Linked DNA regions of Mus musculus: regions 2 and 3 are each linked to region 1. The links are chromatin contacts, called in public promoter capture Hi-C maps. All regions are on one chromosome and are shown on one strand. Each heading gives the region's core, a stretch centred on a gene start, on an enhancer-like site or on the middle of the called end of the contact. The rest is flanking DNA. Distances are from core to core; before and after follow the strand shown.

What was found. Promoter capture Hi-C pulls out the DNA fragments that hold promoters and counts their contacts. Capture Hi-C pulls out chosen DNA fragments and counts their contacts.
Region 2: a promoter capture Hi-C map of adipose tissue shows a contact between it and region 1, with 3 times the contacts expected there. The contact joins the promoter of Bhmg1 here to the promoter of Tmem160 in region 1. A contact is called at or near these places in 1 of 484 Hi-C or Micro-C datasets (B cells) and 2 of 9 other capture datasets (adipose tissue and pancreatic islet).
Region 3: a promoter capture Hi-C map of liver shows a contact between it and region 1, with 4 times the contacts expected there. The contact joins the promoter of Gipr here to the promoter of Tmem160 in region 1. A contact is called at or near these places in 1 of 39 promoter capture datasets (liver) and 1 of 115 datasets of contacts at active chromatin or transcription factors (stem cell-derived neural progenitor cells).

Annotation. Positions count from the first base shown.
Region 1 is chr7:16,451,493-16,454,291 of GRCm38.p6, reverse strand. It overlaps Tmem160 (transmembrane protein 160), which reads right to left and starts at 1,513. Exons shown (of 3, transcript NM_026938.1): 1 at 1,122-1,513; 2 at 79-171. The coding sequence starts at 1,329.
Region 2 is chr7:19,117,058-19,119,793 of GRCm38.p6, reverse strand. It overlaps Bhmg1 (basic helix-loop-helix and HMG-box containing 1), which reads left to right and starts at 1,450. Exons shown (of 13, transcript NM_001370811.1): 1 at 1,450-1,616.
Region 3 is chr7:19,164,812-19,167,606 of GRCm38.p6, reverse strand. It overlaps Gipr (gastric inhibitory polypeptide receptor), which reads left to right and starts at 1,480. Exons shown (of 14, transcript NM_001080815.1): 1 at 1,480-1,545; 2 at 2,483-2,639. The coding sequence starts at 2,583.

The DNA of each region.
Region 1 (2,799 bases), core at 264-2,763:
AACTGTTAGGGTAGGAGGACTCAGAACTGGAGGAAAAGGGGGAGGGGCCCATTTCCCATAGGGATGGTCTGTACTCACCATAGGCAGCTTCCCGGCCCATGTCACTCTGCATGAAGGAGATGACCCCAATGCCGGATGACAGAAGTCCATTTCGGAACCAGGAGAGAAAAGCTGCGGGGAGTTGGGGGATGGAGCTCTGCATCAGCAAGCCCTGCTTCCTAGATCCCCTCTCACCCTATTCAGCCACAAGACAAAAGTATTCTAGATGCGGATCCCTTCCGGGAAGCCCCATGCAAGTCCCATTCCTTTACCCTTCTGTCCCAGACGTTCAAAATCTAGAGCACGAATTGAAGTTTGAGGATAGAAAGTCTTCCCAAGTCTTCCCTTGTGCATCCTGCGGTCTTCCCTCTCTCCCTCAGACCTCTGGGACAAACTTCTCCAGCCTGTCCCTTCCCCTGTGTGGTAACCGCTCCTACCTAGCATGGCCTCATCCTTGCGTCCACACCTCCCCACCACTCAAGTACCTGAGTGCTGCCAAAAGGCTGTTCCCACTACTAGCCCCATTCAACACCAGACCAGCTCCAATCTCTCAACTCATTGCCTCGTTTGAGATTCCTCCCTCTGCAGTCTAGATCACCTCTCCCTCCAATCAGCAGCCACCTTCTCTACCATTGGTTACACGCTGGTCCAATCCGGAACTTCCCCATCTTCTGCGGGTAGCCACACTCTTGTTTTATTCCAAGTGGTCCCCTCTGTCTGTAATCCTAACGGATACCCCTGTCTCAAGCAACTTGTTCCCTCCCAGCTGCCTCTGGAACGGTCTCTCACCTAGGCAGTGTGGTGCTGCCAACTACTTCTTCCTAACCGTAGCCTCCTCCCCACCCCCACTAATCCCTGCTGTACCCCTTTAGCCAGGACCCGAAAGATGGTGTCCTATGCGGCCAGGCTGCAAAATCTCCAACCCCCAACACCGGTTCCCTGCGCTCACATGAGGAAGCTGCCCCCGCTGAGCACAGGCCCTGTTCCCAGCAGATGCTTGCCTTACTCTGGCCACCCACTCCCACGTGCACATTGAAACCCCTCTCCTTGTAGCGCGAACGACCCCGGCCCCTGCCACTGACCTGTCTCATGTGCCTTGCGGAGGAGCCAAGCGTCCGCGCGATCCAGCTCGGACACTGGAGGCGGCGACGCTCCCGCGCGTGGCCCGTGGCCCGGGGCGAAGGACCCGCGCGCGCCCCCGCTGCGGGGCCGCTGAGGAGGCTGCAGAGACCCCCGGAAGCGCAGGCGGGCCAGGCGCGCGACCCGAGCCCACCACCAGCCGCCTCCCATGGCTCGCAATGGGGCCGCGACACCAGCTCCGCCCCACGGGCCTACTGTAGGCTGGAGGTCACATCACTCATGAGGAGCGACACAACCATTGGTGATCTGCCCGCAACTCTATCCCGGAACGCAATACCTATTGGTGTATCTGGCTGTGTCTCCACTTCAGTTATATGTGCCGGTAGTGTGTGACCCACCTTATTTTTATCATCAGACTACAAATCCCAGAGATCAATGTACGGCAGGCAGTTCGACCTGCAGAAGGGTGCGGCGGAATATCTGCTGGGACTTGTAGTTTCAAAAAAGTTAATGCTCTCAACAGCCAGGAAACAAAACTTGTACTAGTTGCTTAGACTAGTTGCAAAACTGTGGTGAACTCACGGAAACAACTACCAGTTACCTCACTAAAGAGGACACATAACTATTTTGTTGTATTCCTCTTCAGTTTTTCTTCTATGCAGATTTTAATAAGATGTCATTTCTGGAAATTCATTCCTGTCTTTACTTAGATTCTTTCCAAAACGTTATTACCGGTACTGGGACTCAAACTTAGTGAGAGTGGCCGAGAGAGTATTTAACAGAAGAGAGACTGCAGAGGAGAAGCAGAGGAGGGGACAGAAGCAACAGACTCAAGACCTGGCAAAGATCTTGATAGCAGCCACAGCCAAACCACGGGACACATAAGAAATGCCTAAAACAGATAGTCTCAGGAGAAGGAGATAAGAGGGAGGGGGCTAAAGATCAAAGGTGCCCCTCCCAAGCCCAGGGCAGCCCTAAAGGTGAAAGGGAACCCAACAACTTGTTTGTAGATAATAAAGTTGAACTTTCTGCCTTGCTAAAACCTGAAGGTAAAGTCTCCTCATCAGTTTATAAGTGACTTTCAGTGGCAACAGAAACAAAAGAAACAACCAAGACCTCTTAGGGGCCCTGAAAAGTTCGGACTATTGTGCCTCCTCTAAGAAGGCTTTACTTTGCTAACTACAGGTGACCTCCCTAGAGCCAGGGGACTCAGGGCCTTGGCATCAGACAATGGCCAATCTGTCACCAATTGCCAGAAGCCGACCCCCACCTTGTGTATACACCAGTGCAGCAATGGCCTCCTGGTTAAAGATGACGCCAGGGTGACTCATTACCAGCCTCTCTTCTTGAATGCCCCAGGATGACTTTTCAGCTGCCCTGCTGCCTGACCCTGACCTTGATCGGTGGGCCTCTGCATGACTGCTCAGATCATATGTGCAGAGCCACTCCGGACAGGAGTATCAACCCACAAAGCTGAACTGGTGGCAGCTCTGACCAAGGCGTTACAGCTGAGAAAAGACAAGAGACACAGATAGCCAGTGTGCCTTTGCTACTGCTGATATCTATGGGACTATTTATATAGAGAGAGGCCTTCTGGCGGCAGAAGGACAGACTAAACTCCGTCCCAGAGGGCAGTGAGACAGCCCAGTGAGTGACCCTAAAAATTGGGCTCCTCATGTC
Region 2 (2,736 bases), core at 201-2,700, 2.7 Mb before region 1:
CGGTAACTTGGAGGTGGAGTAGGAAACAAACTAGGCGGGCTGAGAGACAGAAACTCTAATTACCAGGAGGCTAAGGGCACACTAAAATACGCAGGCGCAGAAAATTCTCCCGCGAGGGTATCTGGGAAATAGAGTCCAGCCGCCTCCATTTTGGCCCGAGGCCCTTGAAAAGAGAATCGAGGCTACTTCAAAGGGACGTTAGCGAGGGATGAAGAGTTTAGGAAGAACAACTTTATTGATTTATCATGTTAGTTGACAAATAATTAATAATATATGAGTTTTCCCAAACTTTCTCTCCCATTTCTCACCTTCATCTCACTCCCCACACTTGCCTACCACCACCTCCTAATTGGCAAATAAAGAAAACAAGATATCGAAGTGAGGAAAAGCCCAGGCACTATGTTCACATCACAGGTAGAACAGAGCCTCCAGAAGGGCAGGAATCTTGGCAGCATTTCCAAAATGTACGGTTTGAATCTGCCGTGGTGGCACACACTTTTAATCGCACCATTTTGGACGCCGAGGTTAGTGTACCTCTGTGAGTTTGAGACTAGCCTGGTCAAGGGTATGAGACGCTGTGTCAAAAAATAAAGATGAAGCTGGAAAGACTACTCAGAGGTTAGGAAGACATCGCTCTTGCAGAGAATTTGCATTTGCCCCTGAAGATGCCCCTAGAAGCCCCTGTCTAAAACTCCAGCTCTAGGGGCATCTGATGCCTCTGGCATCTGGGGACACCTGCGTGCAGTATTCCTCCCCCCCACCCCCCCAACATGTATACCTAGTTAAAACTAAAATGCTTTTTAAAAATAAATTGTGTAGTTTGTAACCTGAGTTACAAGGTAGTGCATTCCTTGCGTTCCAGACAGACCTGAGACAAAACGGTTACAAGTAGTAGGCAAGCCTGGGCTATATAGCAAGACTGGATCCACACTCAGACACTAAAGGTTACTTTGTTTGCAGCTACAGGAACTGGCATTTCCATGGGGTCTACAAAGCCTCGTTTCAGGGAAAGGTGGCGAAGTTAGCCGCCTGAACAAGGTACTTGACACACAGTGGTCTTTAAGCAGATGCGCCCTAAAGCGAAAGGGTCGGATGGGGACACAGGAGGGCCAGCAGGGGGAGTACAGACACCTCGCGCTTGCGGACACCTGGCAAATCCTGCTGGGGTCTGAGGTAAATAGGTCAGGGGGCGGGGCAAAACAGAGGGCGTGGCCTGAGGAAAGGGCGGGTAATGGAGCAAGAGCTGATTGGCTGATGCTGCGAGCGCGGGAGCGGGAGCACGTGTCGGAGCTGTGGCCCGTGCCCTGCCCCGGGTGCGCGTGCGCACTCGCCGCACTGCCCTTTTCCAACGCTCCTCTGCTCGTGCCTGGCACCGCGTGGCGGGAACGTGGAGGGGGCGTGGCCTCGCCTCAGGCGCTCTGGTGCCTTCGCGCCACAGCCTCGCGCCCTGCCATTCTTCGCTCGGTCTGCGCGTCGGGAGGCACGCGGTCTGCATCCCTGGGACCCCGCGAGCCGCGGGAGCCGCGCGAGCCGCTGCCGGAGCCTTCAGACTGTCGAAGCGTGAGCCCAGTGCCAAAGCAGAAGTCGAGGCTTAACGCCATATTGCAAATCTTGAGGTGAGTGCTGGTGACCAACGGGTGTGGGGCGGCAGACGCCCTGGCTCTAGCTGGCTTGAGGTAGCGGGGAGATGGTGAGGAGTCGTCAGAGTCACACCCTGCGGCCGTGACCCCCTAGGGAGCTCTAGGTCGGATGGAGAGGGACCCCAGAGCTCGAGACCGGTTTGAGGGTAGACTTTGTGTTTGAGGGAATCCAGGCTGGGTTTCTGGAAAGTTATTAGTGGCGTTTGAGACATGGGGTCTCCTGTTCGAGGCTCGGCTTTTGGAAGCTGAAGACGGGAGATCTGGAAATCTTAGTTTGGGGTTCCAGGGGTTACGTTCGGAGGGTCAGAGGTCTAATTTGACAGGGTTGGGGCTTTTCAGTATCAGTGGAGACCATCAAAGCAGGAAAATAGGCTCTGGAGTGGGCACGGCTTGGGTCTTTGAGAATTAATTTTAAAGCCTGGAGTCGTCGTGCTACTCATTGCGTATAGGTGTCAATTTAGGGTTCCAGGTCTCAGTGGGATGCATGCGTGAGGTCTAAGTTTTCTAAGAAGGAAATCACAATGTGAGGATCTGAAGGGACAGTTTTAGAGTTTAGAGATATTTATTGTAGGACATGAAACACATTTTTAAAAATTATTTTTTCGAGGCTGGAGAGATGGCTCAGTGGTTAAGAGCATTCACTGCTCTAATGAAGGTCCTGAGTTCAAATCCCAGCAACCACATGGTGGCTCACAACCATTTGTAGTGAGATCTGGTGTCCTCTTCTGGGGTGCCTGAAGACAGCTACAGTGTACTTACATATAATAAATAAATAAATCTTTTTAAAATTTTTTTTTCACTTTACATCCCAATATCAGCCCTCCTCTCCTCTCAGTCCCTCCTACCCCTCTGGTAGGTCCTCCCCCAGTGCCCCTCTCCTTCTCTTCTGAGAAGGGGAAGCACCCCTTGGGTATTCCCACTACATTTGGGGTGGTGAGGGTTTTTCTTTTTTCTTTTTTTTTTATACCCTGGATATCCTTCCTCTAGGATTTGGGGTTTTCAGTGTTAAGGCTTGTGGTCTGAGCTGGCTGTGGTAATTCACACATATAACCTTTTATGATTTGGAGTCCAGCCTGACTACATAAACCTGAGCTGG
Region 3 (2,795 bases), core at 231-2,730, 2.7 Mb before region 1:
AGCCAGGCACATTTATGTCCTGGACACTCATTGCTTGAGGCTCTGCTCTGGATGTCCAGTCCTCCTGAGGGACACAGACCAGTTGCGGCTATCGAGTGATTGATAGTGCTGCTGCCAAATGTGGAGCCAGATGTGGTCATTGCATGAGCCTGTGCCATTGAAATCTGAATCTCAGTACTTGAAAAGCTGAGGCAGGAGATCCAAGGTTGGAGATCACCTCGGTTATAGAATGAGACTCTGTTTTCTTAAAACACACACACACACACACACACACACACACCAAAACCACAAACGAAACAGGACTGGAGAAATGGCAGTTAAGAACACTTCAGGAGGATCCAGAATTCAGTTCTCAGCACCCATGGGGAGACTCACAACCATGGGTAACTCCAGTTCTAGGGGATCCAGTGCCCTCTACTGGCCTCCTCAGGCACTGCATGAATATGGTACACATGCCTCCATGCATGCACATAAAATTAAAACAAAGAAAGACAAATCAGGGATTGGAGCAATGGTTCACTTGGTAAAGTCCTTGTTATGCATGCAGCAAGATAAATTAAGCTGGGTAGTGTATGCTTGTAATCCCAGTACCAGGGAGTCGGAGGCAGGCAGATCTCTGCATTCAAGGGCAGCCAGGTTTATGTAATGAGTTCAAGGACAGCCAGGGCTACACAGAGAAATCTTGTCTTGAAAGACCAAATCAAAGGAAGTAGACAACACTTAAGAATCACATCAGAGGGGCTGGAGAGATGGCTCAGTGGGTAAGAGCATCCGACTGCCCTTTCGAAGGTCCGAAGTTCAAATCCCAGCAACCACATGGTGGCTCACAACCATCCGTAACAAGATCTGACTCCCTCTTCTGGAGTGTCTGAAGACAGCTACAGTGTACTTACATATAATAATAAAAAAAATTTTAAAAAAAGAATCACATCAGAGGTTGTCCTCTGGTCCTTCACGCATACACATGTACACGTACACACATATACAATGACATACATATACACCAAACAATGACAACAGAAAGGCAGTGGTAATTAAGATTATAGGCTGTGTTTACACATATGTGAAGTGTCCACGTCCCAGGGCACACAGCCGCTTGTCCCTGCAAGTGATTGGGAAGCTGTGGGTGAAAGACTGGCTCTCTCAGCATAGTCCTAGTTGTAGAGCTATGAATGAACTTGTTACTCACGGAGTCTCACTCTGTGAGTCTCTGTCGCTCTCCTGCTCAGCATTTGGGATCCTGTGTGAGGCAGCGTGAGAGGCTGTGTAAGTGGCTGGCTGGCATAGTGTGTTCTGTGGCCTGGGGGAGGGGGGAACCATAACTGTGTGACTGTTCCCTCTACGTGACACAATGGCTGTGATAAACGTGCCTGCTCCACGGTTCCCACTCTTCCCCAGAGCTCCCCCTCCTGTTCTCTGGTCCGCCCTGGCCCCGCCCCCTCCCAACACCCCAGGCTGCCAGCGCCTGTCACCTCTTCCAGAGCTCTCTGGCAGGCGAGGCAGGGCAGCTGTGTCAGTGGAGATTGCGAACAGGACTCCGTGCAGGTAAGGGGTCTCCATCAAGCCCTTGCCCTGGGCCCATCTCTCCCTTGACTGTCCCCCTATCTCAATCTTTGTCTCTTTCTGCCTCTCTGACCTGTCATCTCTTCACCTCTTTTAATCTCTAAATGGGCTTTTTCTACTCTTTCCCCTTCTCTGTCTCTTCCCTAGTCACTTCCTCTGTCTCTGAGCCACAGTTTTGTCTTTATCTCCTTTTTTGCCCTTTAGGCTCTGATCTCTCGCTTGTGTCTCATTGTCCCCAAGTCTTTCTGTTCTTATACCTTATAACTGAGTCCGTGATTTTTTGTTTGTTTGTTTTGGTTTTTTGGTTTTTGGTGTTTTTGTTTGTTTGTTTGTCTTATATTTTTTCTTTTCTGTAGCTCTGAGATTCCCTTTTGAAACTCTGCATTCACATTGTCTGGGCGGGGGTGATAGTTGGGTTAGAAGGATTTTCAGAGCATCTAACGTCCAAAAGTCAGAAACCCAGGGTCTAATATCTCTCTGTTCCCTAAATATTTAGATGCTGGGAGAGCGCTGTCCCTCTGACTTCTTGAAGCCAGGGAAGTTTTAGAAGATTGGGCTTTTATCTTCTATATAAATTGATGCGAACTCAAATGATCGGTTCAAATTCCCTTCAGGGCTTGACTGACAGTTTCTAGTCTCTCCTCTCTAAGGAGGTCTCAGGTTCCCAAGAGTCCCTCCGGTCTAGCCTCTCGGTGACACTGACGCTTCTGCCTGTCACAGCTCTAGGGCAACAGGCCCCTCAGCAAACACCCCTCCCTTCCACCTTGGCTGCCTCAGCAACACTTAGGAGGACCTGGGAATCGCTTAGCTGATCCCAGCCTCACTTATCTACTGGAGGCCGCGCCTAGTCCTGCTCCGCCCCAAATCCTCACGTGCGGAAATGGGGGGCGTGGCCTCAGACGCCATGTGCTTCTGGCAGGTGAGCACTGACTTGGACTGAAGCCCAAGAGTTGGTTCTGCCTTGGGACCCTCCAGCCCAACTGCCTCCGAGTGGCCAGAGTTTCCATCACCTTTCAAGGATGCCCCTGCGGTTGCTGCTTCTGCTGCTGTGGTTGTGGGGACTCCAGTGGGCGGAGGTGAGGACCTCGAGAGATAATAGGCGCTCTGGGGTGGTTTTAAGCCTTTCCCTACATTAGGGAGAGTTTTAAGGCTGCTCGCCCCCCTCCCTGTATAAACTGGTAGTTTCTCTTCACACAGTTTCCCTCACAAGTCCTCCAGGTGGGGACAAGCTA